Linked DNA regions of Mus musculus: region 2 is linked to region 1. Evidence: chromatin contacts called from public Hi-C data. All regions are on one chromosome and are shown on one strand. Each heading gives the region's core, a stretch centred on a gene start, on an enhancer-like site or on the middle of the called end of the contact. The rest is flanking DNA. Distances are from core to core; before and after follow the strand shown.

Region 1 (4,344 bases), core at 595-3,094:
CTGTGCTAAGGACAAGTGTGTGAAGTTTCATCCATAGGGATTAAAGGTGTCCCCTAGCTTCACCATCAGGACCATGGCCTAGAGCACACTCTATTGAATTTGGAGACTCAGGATTCTGCTGTCGTCCCACACAGAGGGCTTTGGAACAAAGGGGCTCTGTTCTGCACACTTTAGTTTCTCAGGAAACCGAAGAGAAGCTGGGGAATTCTTAGGAGCAGGGAGAAACTGGGCAGCTCCAGGTTAAATTCACTTCTCAGTAGCTGGATGTGCTTGACTGTCTCCCCAGTCAACCAATGCTTTTGTATTGGTTTCAGTTTTGTTTCTTGCAGTGTGGGGATCAAACCTAGGCCTTCACACACGCTCTGCCTGGGTTCCACCTGCGAGCTACCACCTAGCCTGACGGGCAGGGCATCTCTTCACTTCTTATTTGTTTTGTACATGGATCTCATCACTATTTAACATCATCCACCTACACAAATATCAATAATTCTCAAGACAGCAAAAGTTTTATTTTCCCACCTTACATGCTTCAAGTGGTGACTAACATATTGATTGATATTTTCCTCCCATTTTTGACTTCTTTTATTCCAAAATAATAGAGACTTTAACAAGATTCCCTTCCCCAGTGTCACAGCTAAGGTTCTGTACAGTAGCTGAGTAAGAGACTGGGCAGAGACAATCTGTTTGGAAACACCAGGATTCTTTCAGCTGGCTGAAGATGCTCACTCTGCCTCTGATGGCACAGTTAGCTGTGATGTCACAGGACTGATGGGCAGAGGGCTGACTTGCTAAGCCAGCCAGCAGGGAGCATGACTTTCCTCCCTGCTTACCCTTTGAGGTATGGCTGGACAGAGTTCATAAAGGCCTCAGGTTTCCATGGCTCTAGGAAGATATTTAGCAAATTATTTTTAAACCATTTGGAGTTGGTACAAAACACCAGAGGATTCTGTAGACTCTGAGTGAGTTCGGAGGAAAGTGGAAGCTAGTGGGGCCACCTGCACACCCCCAGAGGCTGGCTCCTTCTCAGCTTGCCGTCATCCCCACTTCCCAGAACTTGCTGCTCTAGTGCTCCCAGAAGTCTCTCTTCCCCTGCACCCCGTGTGTGTGTGTGTGTGTGTGTGTGTGTTGTGTGTGTGTATATGTGTGTGTGTGCGCGAGTATGTGTGTGTATATGTGTGTGTATCTGCGAGTATGTGTGTGTGTATGTGTGTGTATGTGTGTGTGTGTGTGTCTGCGAGTGTGTGTTTGTCTGCGAGTGTGTGTGTGTGTTGTGTGTGTGTTGTGTGTGTGTATATGTGTGTGTGTCTGCGAGTGTGTGTGTGTGTGTGTGTGTGTCTGTGTGTCTGTGAGTATGTGTGTATTTGCACAGGTGCCTATGCATGCACTTGCGGAGGCCAGGGCCAACATCTAGTTGTCTTGCATTGCTCTCCACCTTGGTTTTTTATATTTTGAGACCTAGACCACTACATCTAGGTTCTTAGTAGGTGCTAGGGATTGAACTCAATCCCTCATGCCCTCCAACAAGCATTTACCCAGTGAGCCATCTCCCTAACCCCTACTGGGCTCTTTTTTCATTAAAATTCCAAAAGTTTCCACAGCCACTTAGAGTTAGGCACTGGGCTGCTCAAGAGAAGTGGACATCTGAATGTATGGCCCCTCAGATGAGCTCCTGTCAACATTAGTCTTCTCCTTGTGGAAAAGTAGCATTCTTGGCAGTGAACTACGTCGTGGAAAAAGCTGAACCAAGCTCATTCTCTGGAGCCCTGAGACCTGTTCCTCACAATTCCTGTGGGGCTCTAGGCACACTTGATAGGTTGGAGATGGGCAAACCATTGCTCACCTGTGAGTCATGGGTGGTTGGGAGGAGCTTGGAGTCACCAGAGGCTCACCAGATGTCATCTTGACCTGATGTGTTTAGCACAGTCCCCTGAGTGGATATGTGTGCTTGCGATATCTGTAGGCAGTGGGCTTTGCTCTGCTGGTGCCATGTTCTGTATGAGTGGGTAGCCACTGGTGGGCATGCTGGAGCAGCGTGCAGCTGCCTTGTCTTGTTGGACTTTGCATTATGGCCTTCTCTCATCTCTCAGTGAATATGCTTGTTTACACCATTAAGCCAGACACACTGGTAATCGAGCCCTGACTTGTTAGCAGAGGGTGGCTTGAAAGAAGATAGTAAGATGCAGAAGTGCCACTAACAAAATGTCCTTGCATATCTGCTTGTAGGGACAAATGTAAAACCACACCAGAAGACACACTATTTTTAGTCTACCAACTTTAGTGTGTGTATGTGTGTGTGTGTGATTATTGATTGTGCGGTCTTTCACAGAAAAGCTTTTTTTTTTTTTTTTTTTTTACTTTAAGACAAAGTCTTGCTCAGTGGCTGAGGCTATCCTTGAATTAAATAAAAACATCCATTGTTGGCTGAGTGGGTGGGAGGATGGGTGTATATATGAGTGAGTGGGTGGATGCATGGATGGATAGACAGGTACATTGATGAGTAGGTGGATACGTTTGTAGGTGGATGCACGTTTGACTTGGCAGGGAACTAAAGATGAGAGATCAGGGGGCACTTCTGCACTCAGTGTCTTATCGGTAATTACCTCAGTCATATTAAAGAGGTCTGGGCCCAGTAATGTGTCCAATGTTTGTTTTGTTTTGAAGAATTTAGAAATATGCCATCCTAGATTGTTTTTCTGTTTCTATAATACTGCACTGACCCCAAACCAACTCAGGAGAGGAAAGGGCTCATTTCAGTTTACAGGTTACAGTCTGTCATTAGAGAGAAGTCGGGGTAGAAACTGAACCAGAGGCCATGGGGAATGCTTACTGGCTTGCTCTTCATGGCTTTCCTGACCTGGTTTCTTATACACTGCAGGACCACCTGCCCTGAGGTGGCACACCCACAGTGGGCTGTGCCCTCCCATGCCAGCCATTGATCAAGAAAATGTCTCACACAGACGTATAGGTCAGTCTGATGGAGGCAATCTCTCAGCTAAGGTTCCCGCTTACAGATGACTCTAGTTTGTGAAAGCTGACAAAATCTAGCACAGATACTTAATGAGTTACTCTTACAAAGAATTCCTTTAGAAATCAACTCTCCAAGATTATTGTGCTAATCTACCTTGGTTGAAAAAAATCACTGACTAGGGTTTAAACAAGCATGCTAATGTGCTTGTTAATGAAGCTGTAGTTCACTGGGATTTCTAGGGTGAACCACTACTACATCCAAGCATTCAAGTTGTGAGTTTACAACAGTTACAGGCAAGCAGAACAACTTGTGTCCAGTACAACTATATTTCCTGTGTCTTTTGCTCCCTGCAACCAAATGAAGTGGTACACTGCACACAGGTGGCTTAACTGACCCTCGTCTATAATGGGGACTTCCAGGATATTTGACTGGCAAATTACCTCACCCTTTGAGATTGGCAGGATAGCTCTGTGTTGGAGCCTTGGAATGTCAGAGGAAGTGATTTGCATGTGGCAGTTTGTTGTGATGGCCGACATCTTGCTACCTCAAGGAATACATATGTGCATACGTCCAGGGGACTTTAAAGCTGAACTCCTGTGAGTTCTTACATGCTGCCTAGAGTTATAGCAGATACCATTTGCAAGACCATGTTTCCTCTCAACATGGTTCCTCTGAGGAGCCCCTGATCTGCAGTCACAGGTTCTGCTCACCCCTGCAGGTGCTTTCACTCTGCGCAAACTATAAAATCCATGTGTTTTCAGCCCCACCTCACATGGGGAGTGACATTGTGACATTAGTGCCTGCCCTTTGAGCCCTGTTTTCTTCCATACGATATAGATAGTACCATGGGCCTTCTAGAATATTCAAGAACCAAACTAACATCAATGGACTGAGCATCAGGTGGGCTGAGCATCATCCAGTGTGCTCAGTATCCAGTGTGCTCAGCAGCCAGTAGGCACAGCATCTAGGGTGCTCAGCATCCAGGGTGCTCAGCATCCAGGGTGCTCAGCATCCAGTGTGCTCAGCAGCCAGTAGGCACAGCATCTAGGGTGCTCAGCATCCAGGGTGCTCAGTAGCCAGGGTGCTCAGCAGCCGATGTGCACAGCATGAGGTGGGTTCAGCATACTTTGTTCTGCAGTAGGCAGTCATAAAGCATGCTCTTCATCCAGGATTGCTGGAGAAACACTCTATGAGACAGACATTGGTCCTGCCCCTATCTCCAAGACTCCATCCTCAACTCAACATAGGAATGGGCAAATTTCCAAAGGAGAGTAGATAGATACTCTTTGTGAAACTTAGTTATCCAGAACAAAATTGTTCTTCCCAGATACCATTCAAATGGAGTTTCAGGGCCATGAAGAAAAGGGAAATGGTCA
Region 2 (4,344 bases), core at 891-3,390, 230 kb after region 1:
CTGGTAGGTTTCAGGGCAGAGAACTCAAGAGCCCACCACTAAAGATAGACAAATTATGTCCAAGTAGATTCTACATAGGAACGCTTAACATACAAACTGCACTCAAATTAGTCAGGAGAATAAGGAGAAAGGATTTTTTCTTGGATGTGACATGTGTGAGTTCTGAGGAATGTAAGAGGGGGACACAGCATGGAGAAGAAACCCAGGAAGCGTGGAAAACGGCTGTCACGTTAGTGAAACTCTTCCCTGTTCTGGAGCCAGGCGTGTTCCAGAACCCGCCCCCTCCCCCAGTCTGATGCTGCTGTTAACAAAACATACTCATGCAGTACTAAATGAGATCAAGGCGACTTTCCACATTAAAGAACTTTCCAGAGGAGGGGAGCCCATTCAGGCACTAACGTCCTGGAAGAACACAACAGAATTGTTGGCATGAATGCAGAGAATGAAAAAGAAGAGGAAATAAGGGTCCTCTCTGGGAGAGATGTGTAGGTCAGCTCGGAGGAGAACCTCTTTGAAAACCTACAAGCTGTCTATCGGGAGGTTCAGGAATGCTGTTTCCCAGGCTGGTCTTAAACCATCGGTGATATTACTTAAGATTCGGAGGTAACATGGATAGTTTCATGTATGTACAGATATATGAAGCCATGTTTGCAGGTCAGAGGGCGCGGATTGTTGCTCCCACGCTCCATCTAATCTATTTCTGAGACAGGGTCTCTTACTGACCTGGAGCTTGCCAAGTATGCCGGGAGCCAGGAAGCCCCAGGGATCCACCGGTTTCTGTCTCCCTAAAGCTGGGATTACAAGTGGGTACACCACAATGCCTGACTGAAGGATGATTGTAAAAAAAAAAATGTATAATTATGATAATCTATATGAAGTAACTGGACAGCTCACAATTTCTCATATGCCCATGATCCATACTTTCCCATTTGTTAGAGAAAATCGGTAGGATGTAGAAGAAATTCAAGAAACACCAGGTGAATTTTAACTGGAAGAAAGACCTGGCCAGGAGCTAGACCCAGGATGCCCTACTGTACAGTGACTGAGACTCCGTACTCTGGAGTAACAAGCCTCAATCCTAACTAGATTCCTGTTCAATGTGCTGACCTGAATAAATGTGCTACCTGCCTGGGCCCTACACCCAGTCCATCAACTTCCTGAAGCCCACGGATCATTCCGTATTTTCTCCTTATCTTTCGATGGGATTTTCAAAGTTAGCTTCCAATTAGTCACCTGGGATGTTTTACACACTGCTAAAGTCCTAGGCCAATGAAATCAATCCCTGCAGACAAAACCAGTCTTTGTATTGCTAAAAAGCTATGGAAAACTCCAATGACAAAGGCTGAAAACACTTAAGTAGGACCTGCTACTTTGTTTTTTCCCCCTTCCCACTACATCTCTGCAATGCCACCACCTCTTCCTCATCACTCCCAACTTAGATTGGAGACAGACTACTCATGCCTCACTTATCCTATCAGCTCAGGCTGGTGATGGATCGGCATATAATAGCACTTGCTGCCAAACCAGATAAACTGAGTTCAACCTACCACGACCCACGTGGTGCAAGGAGAGAAACAACTCCCTCAAGTCGTCCTGTGACCTTCAAGTGTGCGCAGAAGTACAGGTGCGCTTGCTATATAATCACTAAGTAAATGTAAACATATAGATTTGCCTGGCGTGACAACACGAGCCTTTTAATTCCAGTACTGTGAGTTCGAGGGCAGCCTTCAGCCAACCCTGACCAGGGAAATCCAAATTCCGCTCACACCGAAGGACACTTTGCTAGGATGAACATTTCAACAATTGGCTCTTGGCGTGTCCGGGCTCCGCAGGAATGAAAGGCATGCGAGGAACGGCGAGGGCGAACAGGTGCCAGGCATGGGACTGGTCGGGGAACTAGGGGGCCTCCGACTCACCTCCTGGTGGGCACTGGGTCCTGCCTGGCGATACACCGCGGAGCCGTAGGCGAAGGCCAAACTCAGGTCCTCCGGGAAGTGAGCCAGGATCCTGCGCAGGCCCACGCCCGAGCTGTGCAGCGCCTGCAGCGCCATGGGCGGGCTGGCCCGCCGGTGGGACAGACGGTGCTGTGCCGACCCTGTGCTCGCAATTCCCGGTCGTGCGGACCGCGCTTCCGCCCGGTCCCGCCCCTCCACGCACGCGCGCTTCAGAGCGGGCAGCTGGCAACCTGCGGGGAGGCCGAGGCTCCGTAGCGCCCTCTAGCCGGCGGAGGAGCACATTACATGTCTATCCTGTGACAACCTGCTATAGAGCCTAGCAAATCCTTTGTAGCACTAAAACTACGAATGGTTATTAAACCATTTAATTAATTAAATCATCCTTATATTGATTTTCTTTTTGCTTTTTGTTTTTTTTTTTGAGATAGGGTTTCTCTGTGTATCCCTGTCTGTCCTGGACTAACTCTGTAGACCAGGCTGGCCTCAAAGCATTCAGACAGGGTTTCACTGTGCAACAGCCCTGGAATTTGCTATATAGACAAAGCTGGCCTCGAACTCACAGCCATCCACCTGCCTCTGTCTCCAAAGGGCTAAGATGAAAGCATGAACTACCTCATTCACAACCTTGTGGAGCTATCACCTCTAGTGCCAAGTTGTAGGAGCATTTGAAGATTTAGAAAAACAAAAGAAATGTAAAACATGCCGGCCCAGGGGATTGTGATTGCTAGAAACTGACTGTGGTTTCTTCATGTTAAAGGTCTTTTTCAAGTCTGATAATAAATAAATGTTCCATAAAAGGAAACATATTGTATAAATATTCCCTCACATTTGCATTCAATTTTAGAGTCAGAGAAGTCTTCTTGCCCCTTCAGGGATGGTGTCTTAGTCAGGGTTTCTATTCCTGCACAAACATCATGACCAAGAAGCAAGTTGGGGAGGAAAGGGTTTATTCAGCTTACATTTCCACATTGCTGCTCATCACCAAGGAAGTCAGGACTGGAGCTCAAGCAGGTCAGAAAGCAGGAGCTGATGCAGAGGCCATGGAGGGATGTTCTTTACTGGCTTGCTTCCCCTGGCTTGCTCAGTTTGCTCTCTTATAGAATACAAGACTACCAGCCCAGAGATGGTCTGACCAATAAGGGGCCTTTCCCCCTTGATCACTAATTGAGAAAATGCCTTACAGTTGGATCTCATGGAGGCATTTCCTCAACTGAAGCTCCTTTCTCTGTGATAACTCCAGCTGTGTCAAGTTGACACAAAACTAGCCAGTACAATTGACCCCTTGTCAACCTGATACACAAACACATCACTAGTAAGCCTCAACCCTTACATTCTTATTCATCCCCAAGATCTAAATAACTTTAAAAGTCCCACAGTCTTTACATATTCTTTTTTTTGGGGGGGGGCTTGTTTAAACACTTTATTCAGAGGCTTGGGGAAAGATGGTAGAACACGCTGTCTGCTGTCCTGCGCGGGGCAGACCTTAGAGCAGTCCCGGTCGCTAAGAGCGTCTTTACATATTCTTAAAATTTCAATCTCTTTAAAATATCCATCTCTTTTAAAATCCAAACTCTTTTTACAATTAAAAGTTTCTTAACTGTGGGATCCACTAAAATACTTCCTTCCTTCAAGAGGGAAAAATATCAGGGCACAGTCACAATCAAAAGCAAAAATTATCCAATGTCTGGGATCCAACTCACAATCTTCTGGGCTCCTCCAAGGGCTTGAGTCCTTCTTCAGCCCTGTCCTTTGTAGCACACAGCTTGTCTTCTAGGCTCCAGATGTCTGTACTCCACTGCTGCTACTGTTCTTGGTGGTCATTCATGGTACTGGCATCTCCAAAATGCTGCTGTCTTCTGCTGTAACTAGGCTTCACCAATAGCCTCTCATGGCTCTCTTCATGGTGCTAAGCTTCAACTCCTTTGCATGACCCCTTCAGTCCTGGGACATTAATTGCTACTGAGACTGCACCTTCACCAATGGCCTCTCACAGTGCCAAGCCTCAGCTGCTCTTTATGACCACTTCATGCCTTCAAAACCAGTACTACCTGGGTAACTCTTACACATTACCAAGTCCTGATGCAGCAAGAGGTACAACTTTGGCTATCTCTGGAACACAGCTTCTTTGGGCTTTCAGAAAACACTTCCCAGAAGATATCATCTCAATGATGCTGGTCCCTCTTAATCACTGCTAATTTCTTAGCTCCAGCTAACCAGCACCAATAGTCCCAGTAATGCCAAGTTTTCTTTCACCTTAATAGTTCTGGTATCTTGTTAATCACAGCTGATTCTTCAGCCCCAGCTAACCAGAACCACAGAATTGTCACAATCCAAAATAGCAATGGCCCTGAAAAGAGTCTTTAATTTTCCCTCTGAAATTTCACAAGCC

What was found. A called contact is a pair of places that touch in the nucleus more often than the background predicts.
Region 2: a Hi-C map of olfactory sensory neurons shows a contact between it and region 1, with 4 times the contacts expected there. The contact joins the promoter of Tamm41 here to the enhancer-like site in region 1. A contact is called at or near these places in 3 of 39 promoter capture datasets (embryonic stem cells, liver and trophoblast stem cells), 3 of 484 Hi-C or Micro-C datasets (embryonic stem cells and olfactory sensory neurons), 1 of 115 datasets of contacts at active chromatin or transcription factors (double positive thymocytes) and 3 of 9 other capture datasets (adipose tissue, embryonic stem cells and liver).

The regions. Positions count from the first base shown.
Region 1 is chr6:114,804,272-114,808,615 of GRCm38.p6, forward strand. All of the region lies in intron 18 of Atg7 (autophagy related 7), which reads left to right. Among named protein-coding and RNA genes, the nearest start is that of Gm52917, 72 kb to the left of the region's middle. Within about 2 kb of position 1,845, at least 32 of the 459 cell types and tissues checked have an H3K27ac peak or open chromatin away from gene starts, as enhancers often do. A contact at or near this core is called in olfactory sensory neurons, where this site is marked.
Region 2 is chr6:115,035,734-115,040,077 of GRCm38.p6, forward strand. It overlaps Tamm41 (TAM41 mitochondrial translocator assembly and maintenance homolog), which reads right to left and starts at 2,141. Exons shown (of 8, transcript NM_026894.1): 1 at 1,917-2,141. The coding sequence starts at 2,051.